Linked DNA regions of Zea mays: region 1 is linked to region 2. Evidence: chromatin contacts called from public Hi-C data. All regions are on one chromosome and are shown on one strand. Each heading gives the region's core, a stretch centred on a gene start, on an enhancer-like site or on the middle of the called end of the contact. The rest is flanking DNA. Distances are from core to core; before and after follow the strand shown. Region 1 holds the start of LOC100284724. Region 2 holds the start of LOC100278702.

Region 1 (6,874 bases), core at 1,777-4,276, 230 kb before region 2:
TATTGTCCATGCGGCTACAACGGCTACTGACTACGTCGTACTCAACAGGGTGATCACTCATACATACCAATATGGCAGGTCACGCTTGCCACTATAGCTCACAGGAGGCGTGCACCATATATGATACAACAATTATGATAAGATAGAAATAGTTGGAACTTTGTTGAATAGGGTATGTGCATGTATATAACTCACTTCTCCCTTGAGCTATAAAAGAGACGCATAGTAACATAGAACATGATATCGGTTAACATCGCGATGGTTGGGTAGGGCAATACAAATAGGGTTGTTTCTACTCGATCGCTAGCTTAGTTAACATTTGAGTATGTAACTTCGTGTCTTACATCTAAACATCCATCGTAAGGAGGACGTAGATTATTATATTAGGCTCAGGCCGCTCGAACCCTTTACATCGTGTGTATACTATCGTGTTCGCGCTTTGTTACAACGGTCTTAGTCCTATGCCGCTCTCTCCAGTTCTCCATACTACCTTTCGTATCGTGGTGCCATATAGCCGCGAAAATATATATAATATTCTGTCTTAGTAACCTTCTGTCTTACTGATGTGATGTTGTTTTGATTGAATCACGCGCCCCATAATTACACAAGCAGTCATTTCTTTCATGAAGCAGGGACCATTTGGCTTCTACAGTTACGAACATCTCAATACTATTATAGAAAACAAGATGTCTTCTGCCACTCTAGCAGAGTGCTAAGACTGTCTTCACCGCTTGCCGCCGGAGCTCCCCCTCCCCTACGGTAGAGGCTACAGGAAGACGCTATCCTATGCAACGCTTCCCCCTAAAGCACCCACTACGGTGCAGCAACACGCTAAATTCTTCTCTGTCCCCCTGAATGCAGCGTGCTCTCCTTTCCTCCCCTATCTACTGTGTTGTGGGCCCACAGTTAATTATTAGTAGATGAAAAATTGATATGAGGTGAAAAGTATGTATAGAAAATGATATTTTATGGTTGTAGTGGGAGTATAGGGGAAGGATTTAGGGGGAACCGCTGTACAGAGTGGAAATATAGGGGGGAAGAGAACGCTGACGTGACACGTGAGTGAGATATAGAGGGAGAAATTTAGGGGTAACCGTTGAACACAGTCTAATGACACCAAACTGGGGTTCTAAAACTGTAGTCCAAACTGTCTTTCTATTTAAGAATGCAAAGGATTCCAGCCTGTCATTCACACATGATCAACAAAACGAAACATTACGCTCCCCTAAGTAAACGGAATCGATAAGTAGCGCGAAGACGACATCCAACGCTGCAGTGCCAGATCATGTAGGACACTAGTAGGCTGTTTGGTTTGAGTAATGAGCTAGTCCATTATTTTCTCACTCCTCACTTTTTTGTTTGGTTTGTGGAATGAAATGAGTTGATCCATCATCACCTCATTCTTTATAGTTATTTAGTTAGTACTAATATGAGGAATGAGATCATCCTACCAAATTTGAAGAATGGACCTATGATGCACCACCACATTTTGGATAGAGTGATTCCTCAAACCAAACACCACCTAGATATGACACCGGATGCAAATTGCGAAAAAAGAGATGAATTGAACAGACACGAACAGGACAAGATAGGACAGGCATTTGCTGAAAGTGACAGCAAGGCGTACCTCTCAAACCGGCATGCGTGCTTGCCATTTTCCAAACTGTGCGCGCACAGCCAATGGGCCAATATTGCAAATGAATGATGATCCACCTTCCAGAGTGCTTTCACAGAACTCCGGCACTCGATGCCCCTTCAGACTTCAACGGCACTACTAACTTTAGCAGCACGAGATTCATCGGCTCTGACATGGGTACTGCCACGCCCCCCCGCGCGACTAGCTTGGGAGAAGCCTTTCGGCACAGCACATGGAATGCCGACGCCGCCATGTCAGCGGAAGCAATGAGTTAGCATCGTCCCCATCAGCGGGTCATCTGCAACAGGACCTGGCAGTCTGGCACCGATGGTGTGCGACGCCGCTGGCTGGCATGCGCGCCTCGCAAGCGTTTCGTCGAGCATGCGGTCGGCGCACCACTGCCAGCTGGCTAGGAATCGTGAGCTGACGATCGCGATCCTGGAGAACAAATCGCCGCCTCCACGGCTCCACCCTCGACCCTCCTCGTCAAATCCATTACCCGACGCCACCGCTGGAGGTGGGGCGACCAACGGCTGCCCCGCTGCGGTATTGGAGCGGTAGTGGTGGTGGCTGGTGACCAGTGGCCACCACAGCCAGGAGCTCACCAAAATTCATTGACTCCCACTCCTTTCGTCTCAATTTATAAATTGTTTGACTGTCCATCTTATTTAAATATTTTGTAAAAAAACAAAAAAAATCAAAAAACATACTTATAAAATATATTATATGCTAAACAATATCTGTTAAATAGTTATAATAATAATAATTATTATTAAAATAAAACGAGTCAGTCAAATTTAGAATAAAAAAACAAATGAATTATAAATTGAAATAAAGTGAGTATTTGTCTGCAAGTGCATTACTCAAATTCTTATCCTCCTGGACAGATATATACGACTCTAAGCCTTTGAATCAATTTTCTATGTATAATAGACAGGTAAGAAATTGTATGATACAACATCAAATTCTTATTCTGTTTAAATTATGTTATGCTCTCGATTCTCGAAGCAGTTCGGCAAGGCCACTGGCGACCTCCTCCCGCGATAACTTAATGGGCTGGGCAACTGTTCTGCAGGCCAAGATCAGCCAGGCCTAACACACAGGGACGAAAGTCACATGGGCCTAAATTACTTTGTTGGGTCCATGGAGTTTTTTTGCAGGCGTGACTGGCAAGAGAACGGCTAATAAAATAGCCGAAATCCACGCAACGGCACCCTCCGGCTCCGATCAGGCGTGTAGGACATTTGGTCCCACACGTCAGAGAACCATGGTTAGTTTTGGGAGCCCGGGCCTCACCCATAAACCCTTTTCGAAGGTGCCCTTTTTCGAAACCCTCTTGGCTCTTTTCCATCTCGCTATAAACCCTTCACGCCCCGGCGTCCGCGGCTCGCTCCTGTTCGCGCCGCCGACTCGCCTCGCGTCGCCTCACTAGGGTTTGCAGTTCCCGTCGCGGGCGAAGGCGGCGTCGTCTCGTGGCGGCGCCGTCTCCGTGTGCCTTCCCGCTCCCAAGGTTCGCATCCCTTTCTCTTCTCTCTTTCAATGCTTTTCGATCCCTCTGCATATGCTTCGGTGGGTGTATTACTGGCGATCGGGTTGTCTCGGCCATCGTGGTGAGTTGTTTTAGTAGAGATATTGCTTCTAAATCCAGTGGATATAGATTCCAAATTGGGGTATGGGGTAGTTTCTTTCATAGCGAGATCATTTTGCAATCGAGGGGGTTAGTAGATTGGAATTCGTGTTTTGGTCGTGGAGGAGTCTTTGTTTGTGTTCTGATGACGTCATGAAGATCGAATCCTCTTGCTTCCTAAACCTGTGTAGGATTAGATGGAATTTATGTTTATTGAGGTGAAAAATGATCAGATCCTCTTGCGTCCTACCCCTGTGTATGATCAGATGGAATTTATTGTGGTGAAAAGATTCGGTTAGATGGAGAGGTGGACATTTACCTCACATAACAGTAAGGTAGCGTGAATTGTTTATTGGGGGTATGCAGCACATGTTTAGTGTAAAATTGTAAACTTCATTTGTCTAGGTTTGGTTTGCTGCTAAGCTAGTGGCAGCGCCCAGTGTATGAAAATGCACAATGTGGCAAATCTAGCACAATTCTTGTATCTATTATCAGTGTATTAATAAGAAGCAAACATGGATTCGTGAACTACCACCATGCTATCTCCTGCAGTTTGTACTTCTGGGTGTCATTTGTCAGCCAGCACCAAGTCTCTGTTCGAATTCAACAACATGATCTAAGTTTGTATAAAGGGCCAAGGGGTGTAGTAAGACTTAACTACTGTATTTTTACTTAAGTTATTTTCCTTGGTTCAGAAGTTCAATATTTTTTCTTAATGGCTATGGCTATGAATATTGTTAAGTTGTCTTTCTTTACCTTTTTGAAGAAAGAGATGGTAACTACATACTTTCATCGGTTCTTGGATCGTTTACCTTGGGGTTGCTTACTGGCTTTTTCAAATTTTCAGTAACCTTCCTACTTGGCTGCTTTGCCAAACTAGATAGTTAGATACAATCTTTTCTTGTTTCTTGGGTAATCTTTTCATTACACTGGATTATTGTGAATTTGTGATCTCCTAACAGTCCACTTCAAGTACTAATTTTGCTATAACTTGTGCAGCAATGGCCTTGGAAGATGGGAGCCCAGCTACTTTTACTCCACAAGTGGTATTGTTTTTCAACTCTTTAATCGACTTTTATGTTTGTCTATAATTGCAGAGTTGAACTGAAAGTAATGATGTTTCTGCTTACAGATTGCTAATGCATTTGTCAAACAATACTATCAAACTCTTCGATATGCCAGAGAGGATGCCTATAAATTCTATAATGACAAAAGTATTCTTGGTCGAACAGATTCTAATGGGAAAATGATTTGTGTAACCACAATTGATGTAAGTTCTCTACAACTCCATGATGCTACTGCTATCAATGGATTCTAGGGACTTTGGAATATGAAAGTTTTGTCTGGTTTCAATGTCAGTATATAATTTTCCGTGACATGTTTCATATCTGTCTTATTAATTAGAAACTAATCAAATATATGGTTGATAGGCTTAACTACGGTAGTATATCTTGGCCAACAAACTGTTCTTTTACGATGATTTCTAATTGTTTTTATGGATGAGGTGGTGATGGATCAACCCATTCCATTTCCTATACTAGAAAAAAATAGGTGGTGGGCCACTCCATACCTTAAACCAAACATTCCCATGGTCTCTTTTCTGGATCAAATCATGGTTTAATATTGAACAAACTTGGCAATGCCTTACCATGTTTAGGAGTAACAAGTGAATTAAGTCACTTCAAATGTAGGAATAACAAGTGAATGGGTGGAGCGTGGACTAGTTCTTCAAAACAATTTTTAGCACTAATTTACTGTTCAACTTGTATAAATCAGTAATGACTTATTATTATTATGTTGATTCTGATGGGCTGATTAATTTATTTTATGTGTTTGAGCAGGATATCAAGGAGCAACTTGTGTCTACAGATTGTGCTGACTGTTTGATAGAGATCGAGACTGTTGATGCACAGCCATCCCATGTGGATGGTGTGATCATTTTGGTTGCTGGATATTTTACAACGGCTGTTGTGAAACAGAAGTTTATACAATCATTTTTTCTCGCTCCACAGGAAAATAGTGGCTATTATGTTTTGAATGATACATTCAGACTTACTGGGATTTCATTCGAGGTGAAGGTAGTTGCAGCTAACCATGATAACAAAAGCACACAAATTACCACCCTGCCCAATGAGCCAGGTGATGAAACATTTACTAGTTTAAATCTGTATTATTATGTATATATTCACTGACATTTTGATTTTTATATTTGATCAGAAATAGATTCATTTAAGGAGAGTGAAGTGCCAGGTGTACCACCTGCAGGAAACATTCTCGTCAATGATGGAGTTATCAGCACCTCTGCAAATGTTGTTTCTCCAGTTAAGAATGACCCTGTTGTTGAGACATGTGTGAAAGTGGTTAACGAGGATGTTGTGAAGATACCTGTAGCCGCTCCAGCTTCAACTCCTGTTACAGCTGAGGAAGTTGTTAACAAGGATTTTGTGAAGATTCCTGAGTCTGCTCCGGCTCTCCCTTCATCAGTTGAGAAGGCTGCTCCAGCACCTCCCGCATCAGTTGAGAAGGCTGCTGCAGCACCTCCCGCATCAGTTGAGAAAGGTGCTCCAGCTCCTCGCACACCAGTTGAGAAGGCTGATCCAGCTCCTAGTGCACCTGTTGAGAAAGGTGCTCCAGCTCTTCGCGCACCAGTTGAGAAGGCTGATCCAGCTCCTCGTGCACCAGTTGAGAAGGAAGTAACTAGGAAGACTTATGCATCAGTTGTGAGTTTTTTCTTTTTCCTTTCATGTACCTTTTGCCGTTGCAAGTAACTAATGTCTCCAAGTTATCATAGTGCCTTTTTTCAATTATCTGGAGGATTGCATGTTGGCATAATATTGTCTGTTGTTGGTGACTTGTAGGTTAAAATCCCGAGGGAGGACACACAGCCTGCCCCAGCTGCCAGACCCTCCAAGCCCAACCTAAATATAAAGATGGTTCAAAATACGGAGAAAAATGTGTCCTCACCATCGAAACCTGCTCATGCTACTGTTAATGCCCTACCGGGCGATAAGGGTGTTCCTAAAAACAAATCACCTGATGGTAAGTTTCTCTTCTCTACTTTGGTTCCTTGTTTAATGAAACAAGAAAAGAATGGGGCTTATTCTGATTTGTAGCACTACTTTGTTTTGCAGAGCCAGGGTACTCAATTTTTGTTAAGAATTTACCTTTTGAAGCAACTGTTGAAATGGTCGAACAAGAGTTCAGCAAGTTTGGTGCTATTAAATCTGGTGGTGTACAAGTCAAATGCCAGGTTAGCTTAAGTTGTAGGTTTATGGGTGTTTGGATTTGAGGGTTGATGCATCATTAGGCGATTCTATGAATTTTGGTGGGATGGCCCTGTTCATCATGTTTATACTAACTATGTGCAAAACTGGAATGAAGTGATGACAGATCAACTCATAACTTTTCTCAAACCAAACAAAAAATTGACGAGTGGGATGTGCTTTGGTTTCTACACTTGTTGACATTTTCTTCATGTTGTTGCAGCCTGATCAGTTTTGCTTTGGCTTTGTCGAATTTGAGTCTCAGCAATCCATGCTAGCAGCAATCGAGGTTCGTTCGCCTTCTTTTCTAGCTGACTTATTTCAGAGCATGCTTCACAGTTAAATTGT
Region 2 (6,830 bases), core at 2,034-4,533:
GGAATATTTATTGTTCCTTGGTTGAAAGCACTGATTGATATGGTGACATACTGACATATATACAAATAATGGCCTCGACCAAAATTTTCCAGGGTTCCTGTATGACAGCCACAGAGTCTTTTTTTTTTGCTGCCATTTGGGTATGAATTAAAATGTATTATTGCAGTGAATGCTAGGTTATTTGTCCTTAGTGTTTGATGCAACAATCCAGTTGGTAATCTGTAAGCACTAGAAGGATTACAGAACAGAGCAGCAAGTGAGAGAAATCATTTTCCAAATACTTGAATTGCTTGTACAGAGTTAATATGTGCCTATGATCTTTAGTTTGACTTAAAATGATTGGGCCTGTTTGGAGAGCTGCTGCTTTCCAGGAATTCTTGGAGCTGGAGGTAGGGATTTGTCGATGTGCTATGTTGCGTTGTTCCCAATTTGTTAATTAGACTAAAAAAGCTTTATACCAATTTGTTTTAGCCTTACAAGTAGCCTCCCGGATCGGACCCTTGGCCTGGAATTTGCAAAAGGAAAATGCTATTTCTCTTTTTCATATCGCAAGTGATTTAAAGTTATTTTTTACTTTGAAGTTGTAGATACTTGTCTCTAATGAGCATGTTGTTTCATGAAACATAAATAATTTGCTTGTTTGCAAATCATTGAAACAATTTCATCTGATACAGGAACTTCAAGGACGAAATATAAGGGTGAACCATGCCAATGAACGCGCTGGTGGGATACGCGGGGGTGGTGGATTCGGAGCTGGTGGTGGTTATGGTGGTGGAGGTGGATATCCTACTGGTGGGTATGGCGGTGGTGGATATAGTTCTGGTGGTGGTGGAGGATATAGTTCTGGTGGTGGAGGAGGATATAGTTCTGGGGGTTATGCTGCCAATGGTTACGGTGTTGGATCTGGCAGTGGCTATGGTGGCACCTACAGCAATGCATCAGGTGGTGGATATTCAGGCAGTGATGGTTACGGCAATGGAGCTGCCAGTGGTGGTTATGCTAACAACTTGAGCAGCGGATACAACAGCAATGGAAGGTACAATACCATTGGCAGTTCTGATGGAAACACTGGTGGGTACAATTCGTCTCCCAACCCGTATGGTGTAGGCAACTACAATACTGGAGGTTCGAGTTCCAGTGGTGGAACCTTAGGAGAGTTTGGTGGTGGAGGTTTTGGTGGCAACAACTTTGCTGGAAATGTTACCGGGGGGTTTTCTGGCGGTGGGGCAAGCTATGGAGCTAACAAGCCGCAATACAATGGCGACGACGACCTGCTGGGCGAAGGTTTCTTCGACAAGGAAGTGGCAGAGTAAATGAGGGAGCGGCGTACTCGCACCTCTCGCACGGTGCTGCGGATCATTTTTTTCCCCCAAACTGCATCAGATCGGTCGTGCTAAATGGAGCAAATAGAACTTTGCCTGAGCTCATTAGGATATAGAACATAATCCTTTGTTCTTTTTTATTCTGTTTCAGACAAGGCACGTATGTTATTTTATCCACTCAGCTAGCGTAGCTTTACTACAACTATATTGTGAGAAGAAAAAGTTGTTATATCAACTATATTGTGAGAAGAAAGAGTGGTTATATCTTCTCAACAAGAAATGATGATAGTTCAGGTGCTAATTTTCTTAGCCTTTGTATTCTTACGTACTAGATAGAAATGTCCAAAGTCCAATGTCGTTCCCAATAATAAAAATAAAAATAAAACTCTAGCATATGCTGGAATAGCTCATAATTTGTGATATTGTGGGACGGAGGGAGTATATTATAAATACGCATCATAATTTGTGACTGATGCACTAATGTCTAGACTGATATTTCTGCCATCATCTGTATTTCAAATATGCCACGCCAACATAGCTAGTTTGGATCATAATTTGATAAGTAATCTCTTTGCAGAAGGTCATAACCGGCTTGTAATCCATTCTAATCCTTGATTTTATCTTTTATCAGTTGCAATTATTGTTTGCTGGACTGTATGATACACTGGACTACTGCAGTGCCTACATGTTTGACAGCTCGCTAATTTAACATGTGCCTGTCTAAGCCTGATTCCATGTTTCCAGAAGAAGGTTAGCTCGTAGCTTCACCTGGTGTCACATTTTTTTTCTCGAACGCCCGAGAGATTGACGTGCACATCATTATATTAAGAAGGTACGAAAGGACCAAAATAGACCAATACAGGATCAAAAGAAGGCAGAGACAAAAAAAAAACAAAAATACACATAGAAGTCCATAACAAAACTGAAAAGGCTATCAATTACTGAAGTCCAGGAATATGGACCGTAAGGAGGGCTAAGGTTCTTAGTCCCAGCCAGCTCCCATAGTTATCTCACTAGTCATGCTCCTGTTCATTTCTAAGCGATGGATTTGCTTAAGTTGGCAAATCGTCTCTTCATGTATTGTATGTATGCAGAACTGAGTCTGACACGGTATACACCAACTTTGGTTTAAAAACCAAGAAATGTACTAAATTATCTTTATACCATTGCATCGATGTACATATACATAGAGAGAACACGTCTTATATTGCTGGAATAGCTCATAATTTGTGATATTTTTGGAGACGGAGGAAGTATATTATAAATAGGTATTGAGAACACGGTATACATGGCCAGCTAGCGTAGCTTTACTACAATTATATTATGAGAAGAAAAGGTGGTTATATATTGTGAGAGGAAATGGTGGTTATAACTTCTCAACAATAAATGATGATAGTTCAGGTGCTAATTTTCTTAGTGTGTATATTCTTACGTACAAAAGTTCAATGACATACCTAATAATAGGAATAAATTGAATCTTTAGCATATGCTGGAATAGCTCAGTTGGTTAGAGCGTGTGGCTGTTAACCACAAGGTCGGAGGTTCAAGCCCTCCTTCTAGCGATATTTTTCTTTTTTACTCAATTCATCTATAACCTTAAATCACATATGTATTTTAAAAAAATTATATATTGTTCATATTTTTGTAGTTTCACCTTTTTGGCCCTCAGTTAATATCTTAAATCATTTAAACATTTAAAAAAATACGTATCGGTAGAGCTTAAATTTTTATATATTAATAGAGTAAATAATAAAACATTTCCATAATGTTCATTCATTTTTTTTAAAAAATATTTGTAGAACTGTAAATTTTATACCTTTTAGAGTAAATAATAAATTGTATCTATAATTGTTTTTAAAAATATATAAGAATTCTGGTAGTTTTGATTGCACGAAAAAGCTAATTAATAAACAGTTTTCCTATTACTGTTACCAACATGGATCTAAATAGGGCCTGGCGGCCTGCTAATTAAGGCCCACAAAATTCTGCTGATTGGGCTCCCCGCTCGATCCAAACCCTCTCGCTCCCGTTGGCGGTGTGCGGCGAGGTGACCACGGCGGCGGAAGAATGGCGAAAGGCAGCGGGCTGATCTGGGCGACGGCGGAGGATCTGGCGCGGAATAGGCCGGTGGTGCTGTCGCTGTACAGGCAGATTCTGCGGGCCCTCAACTCGCCGGAGCTGCCGCTTGGGCACGCGGCGCGGCTGGCCAAGAAGGCCGAGTGCCGGGCCATCTTCATCTTCGGCGCCGAGGAGAGGTCGCTCCACAACATCCGTGACCTCGTCGAGGCTGCGCGACACACGCTTGGGCTGCTCAACCGTGGCCGCCTCCCGTAGAGAGGAACGAGGAATCTATCTGTAAGATTTGGTTCTGGTGCGTGCCGATGAATGGCTAAATTGATCTGTTCTAGTATAAGCTACTATCAATATACTGTACACTTGCTAATTAAAAGAAAGAAGTTTTATGTATGAATGAACTGCAACTTGAGTCATTGAAAAGTTGTTGCTGGTCTTCTTTAGTTTGAGTTAGGGGATGCGTCATGCGTGGTTTTGAAGGTGTTCTGCTTGCAATATTACATCATAATCTGTGACTGATGCACTGATGTCTAGACTTTGATATTTCTTGCATCATCTTTGTTTCAAATATGCCACGCCAACCTAACTAGTTCGATCATAATTTGATAAGTAATCTCTTTGCAGATGGTCGTAACTCGCTCAGAATCCATTCTTGATTTTATGTTTTATTAGTTGCAATTATGGTTTGCTGGACTGTTTGGTACACTATGCTGCTGCCTGCAGTGCCTATATGTTTGAGAGCTCGCTAATTTAGCATGCTCCTGTCTGTGCCTGATTCCATGTGTCTTGTATAGAAGCTTGCAGTCTATTCGCTTGCCTTTAATGTTTTTACTGCTTCTACATTGTTTTGTCTTTATGTTGTAGCAGTCCGAACAACTTTAGCTCGTAGCTTTCACATGGTGTCACATAATTGTCTCACTATTCATGCTCCTGTCCATTTCTAAGCGATGAGTTTGCTTCAGATGGCAAATCGCCTCTTCATGTATTGTATGTATGCATCTTCATGTATTGTATGTATGCAGAACCGAGCCTGACATGGTATACATTTTAATTTCATTTCATGGTTAGTTTTGAGATGTTTTTAAATTCGAACTGCTCTACAGATTCGGCATAATTTCTCGAAAGGATTTTACCACTTCGGTTGCTATTTTCTGCTGTGTGTTTTTGCTATACTACGATGATAGGTCTCATATGATGTGAATTCACGGGCTATTGCTCTATCTGTGCGTAATATGAACTCATTTATTTATGCGAACTGATCTGGAAGTGATCTGGGAAAAAATTTGAACTATACTGATGGATTTGACATTTGACTTGAGCTTTTTCCCATGTTTTGTGATTGAGACGGCACAGGAGATGTTGGATTCTGGTTATTGCCACCTGCATGGCCACATTGGCTTTTATGGTGTGAAACTTTGAACAAATTTAGTGACTGCCCACCTTTTGTAGAGTTCAGCTCTAACCTTCAGGCATATTGACTTGTGTTGGAAAGCAAATTTGTACGAGCAGACTCTTTCGTTTGGTTATAATATTCTGTTTATAATAGCAGAGGAACTTTTTAAGCTGCGTCCCCTTCACTTTAGGTTGGCATCTTCCGCTCGAATACGCCATTTCTAAATTCCATTTGTAGATATAATTTAGTAATGAAATGTGTACAGAGAGATAGTCTGAAACCTGTGTCATGTGGGGCATGGTTGCTTTGCATTTCTGATGCATCACTGAAAAGAGGTCAACGAGAGACAAAACCTTGATTGGATTGATTAGATTCTGGACTGGCACATATTTTCTCCATCAACCACGACCCAAGGATCCAATGGTTTATCTCAGCAAAATTGCCCCTGTGGCTGCAAAATATGCTAACAGTTGTTTCTCTATATCCTCTTTTGATCATACTCTTCTGGGTAACAAGGTCAAGAGATGGCAATGATAGTTCAAAGATGTAATTAAAGGGAATGAAGAAAATAAATCTATTTTATGATGACCAATTCGGAAGAAGCAAATGGAACTTGGGACACTTGTTGTGTCCCGGTTTTCACAGTGTATTTATCTACTGCTTAGTTTTACACAGCGATTAAAACTTATGCTCATGCCGTTTCGCCAGTCATTCTGTATTGGGTGGACACATGCCCCGTTTGTTTCAGTTTTCTTCCTAATTCTGGACGCCAGAAGATACTGCGGACTATCAAAAAAAACCATATTGGGTGGATATAGGCCCGTTTGTTTCAGTTTTTTTTTGTTGCTAATTCCGGCTGCCAGTGCGGACTATAAAACTTAACTTTTCAGTTAGCTTATATAAGCACTTTGGTAAACTATCTAAAATCAATGTGAATATATAATCGGACGAGCCGTTGCGATAGTAGAAATCCGTCACTTTCTAGATCCTAAACTAAACCATATAGACCTCTTCATCTTCCTATGCATTTAATTCTCATGATACTTAGATTCTCTTCACAACCAGATTTTTAAAAAAGTTTGTTAGGAGAAAAGCTTAAACAAATAGGCCCATAGTCTTATGTGTATTGTCTAAACCCTAACCCTGCCACCTCTCAATTGACCGTATTGATTTTTTGGGCAATGATTGATGGTAGACATTTCCTGGCAGTTGATGAACTTTGCACTGCGTCTTCTCAGAGCTGCGGTTCCAAATTCCAGTGAGTTGGCCGTACTAACGACAGCATTATATCAGCCAGATGGTATGACTGTAGTAACAGTGTTTTTTTTCTTCAGATGTGGTTTCCGTGATGCTGCTACTCGGGTATGAGTATTTTGTTGAGAATCCAGCTCAGATAATAATCAGGAAAGGGAAACAAAAGGGCCCTTATGCTTGTGCTGTTTGGTCGATTGCTCTGTGCCTCCGTAGGTTTTGTTTGGGTACTTTAGTATTCAACCTAATCTACTATAATTTACATCCGAATTCAGCTCAATGCATGTGGGTTAAGGGTGAATACAATCTGTTGTACCATGTTTCCTTGTGACAATTTGTCTCAGAGTCTCAGTATCCGAACGGCTGCCCTTACATTAGTGCTGAAAATATGGGTCTAACCTTTTGGTTACTGAGCACGGCCCGAAAATAGGAGACGAAAGTATGGTCTAACATGAAAAATATGGGCGAACTAGCATAGTACGAATGCGGGCTTAGACCGAGCCTCAAATTTCAGTTCGTCGAGCCCCGGCACAGCTTACACAGATGGGCCGGGTTTGGACCGGTAGGGCTCAACGAAGCTTATATTATTTAATTTCTTTAATTTATTAAGTTATAGACTTTATAGTGTTGCGATATTTAAACTTTATGTAGTCAAATAATGCTAATATTGTTTAATATCTTTAATTTAGTAAGTTATAAACTTTACATGATTGTAACATTTTGTTTCTGAATTTTGAAGATCAGCCGGAACGCTTTGTTTCTGAATTTTGGAATGCCATTGCCATGTACTG

What was found. A called contact is a pair of places that touch in the nucleus more often than the background predicts.
Region 1: a contact with region 2 is called in a Hi-C map of leaf, with 6 times the contacts expected there. The contact joins the promoter of LOC100284724 here to the promoter of LOC100278702 in region 2. A contact is called at or near these places in 10 of 25 Hi-C or Micro-C datasets (bundle sheath, ear, endosperm and 3 more).

The regions. Positions count from the first base shown.
Region 1 is chr7:173,001,531-173,008,404 of Zm-B73-REFERENCE-NAM-5.0, reverse strand. LOC100284724 reads left to right here and starts at 3,026. Exons shown (of 10, transcript NM_001157619.1): 1 at 3,026-3,146; 2 at 4,263-4,309; 3 at 4,396-4,533; 4 at 5,105-5,402; 5 at 5,481-5,983; 6 at 6,122-6,302; 7 at 6,395-6,513; 8 at 6,750-6,815. The coding sequence starts at 4,265. It overlaps LOC103633403 (protein LONGIFOLIA 1), which reads left to right. Exons shown (of 5, transcript XM_008655107.3): 5 at 1-15.
Region 2 is chr7:172,769,035-172,775,864 of Zm-B73-REFERENCE-NAM-5.0, reverse strand. LOC100278702 reads left to right here and starts at 3,283. Exons shown (of 1, transcript XM_008655103.4): 1 at 3,283-3,912. The coding sequence starts at 3,390. The coding sequence ends at 3,656. TRNAN-GUU (transfer RNA asparagine (anticodon GUU)) reads left to right here and starts at 2,811; the gene lies at 2,811-2,884. It overlaps LOC100191295 (Glycine-rich RNA-binding protein 3 mitochondrial), which reads left to right. Exons shown (of 5, transcript NM_001136729.1): 5 at 675-1,621. The coding sequence ends at 1,313.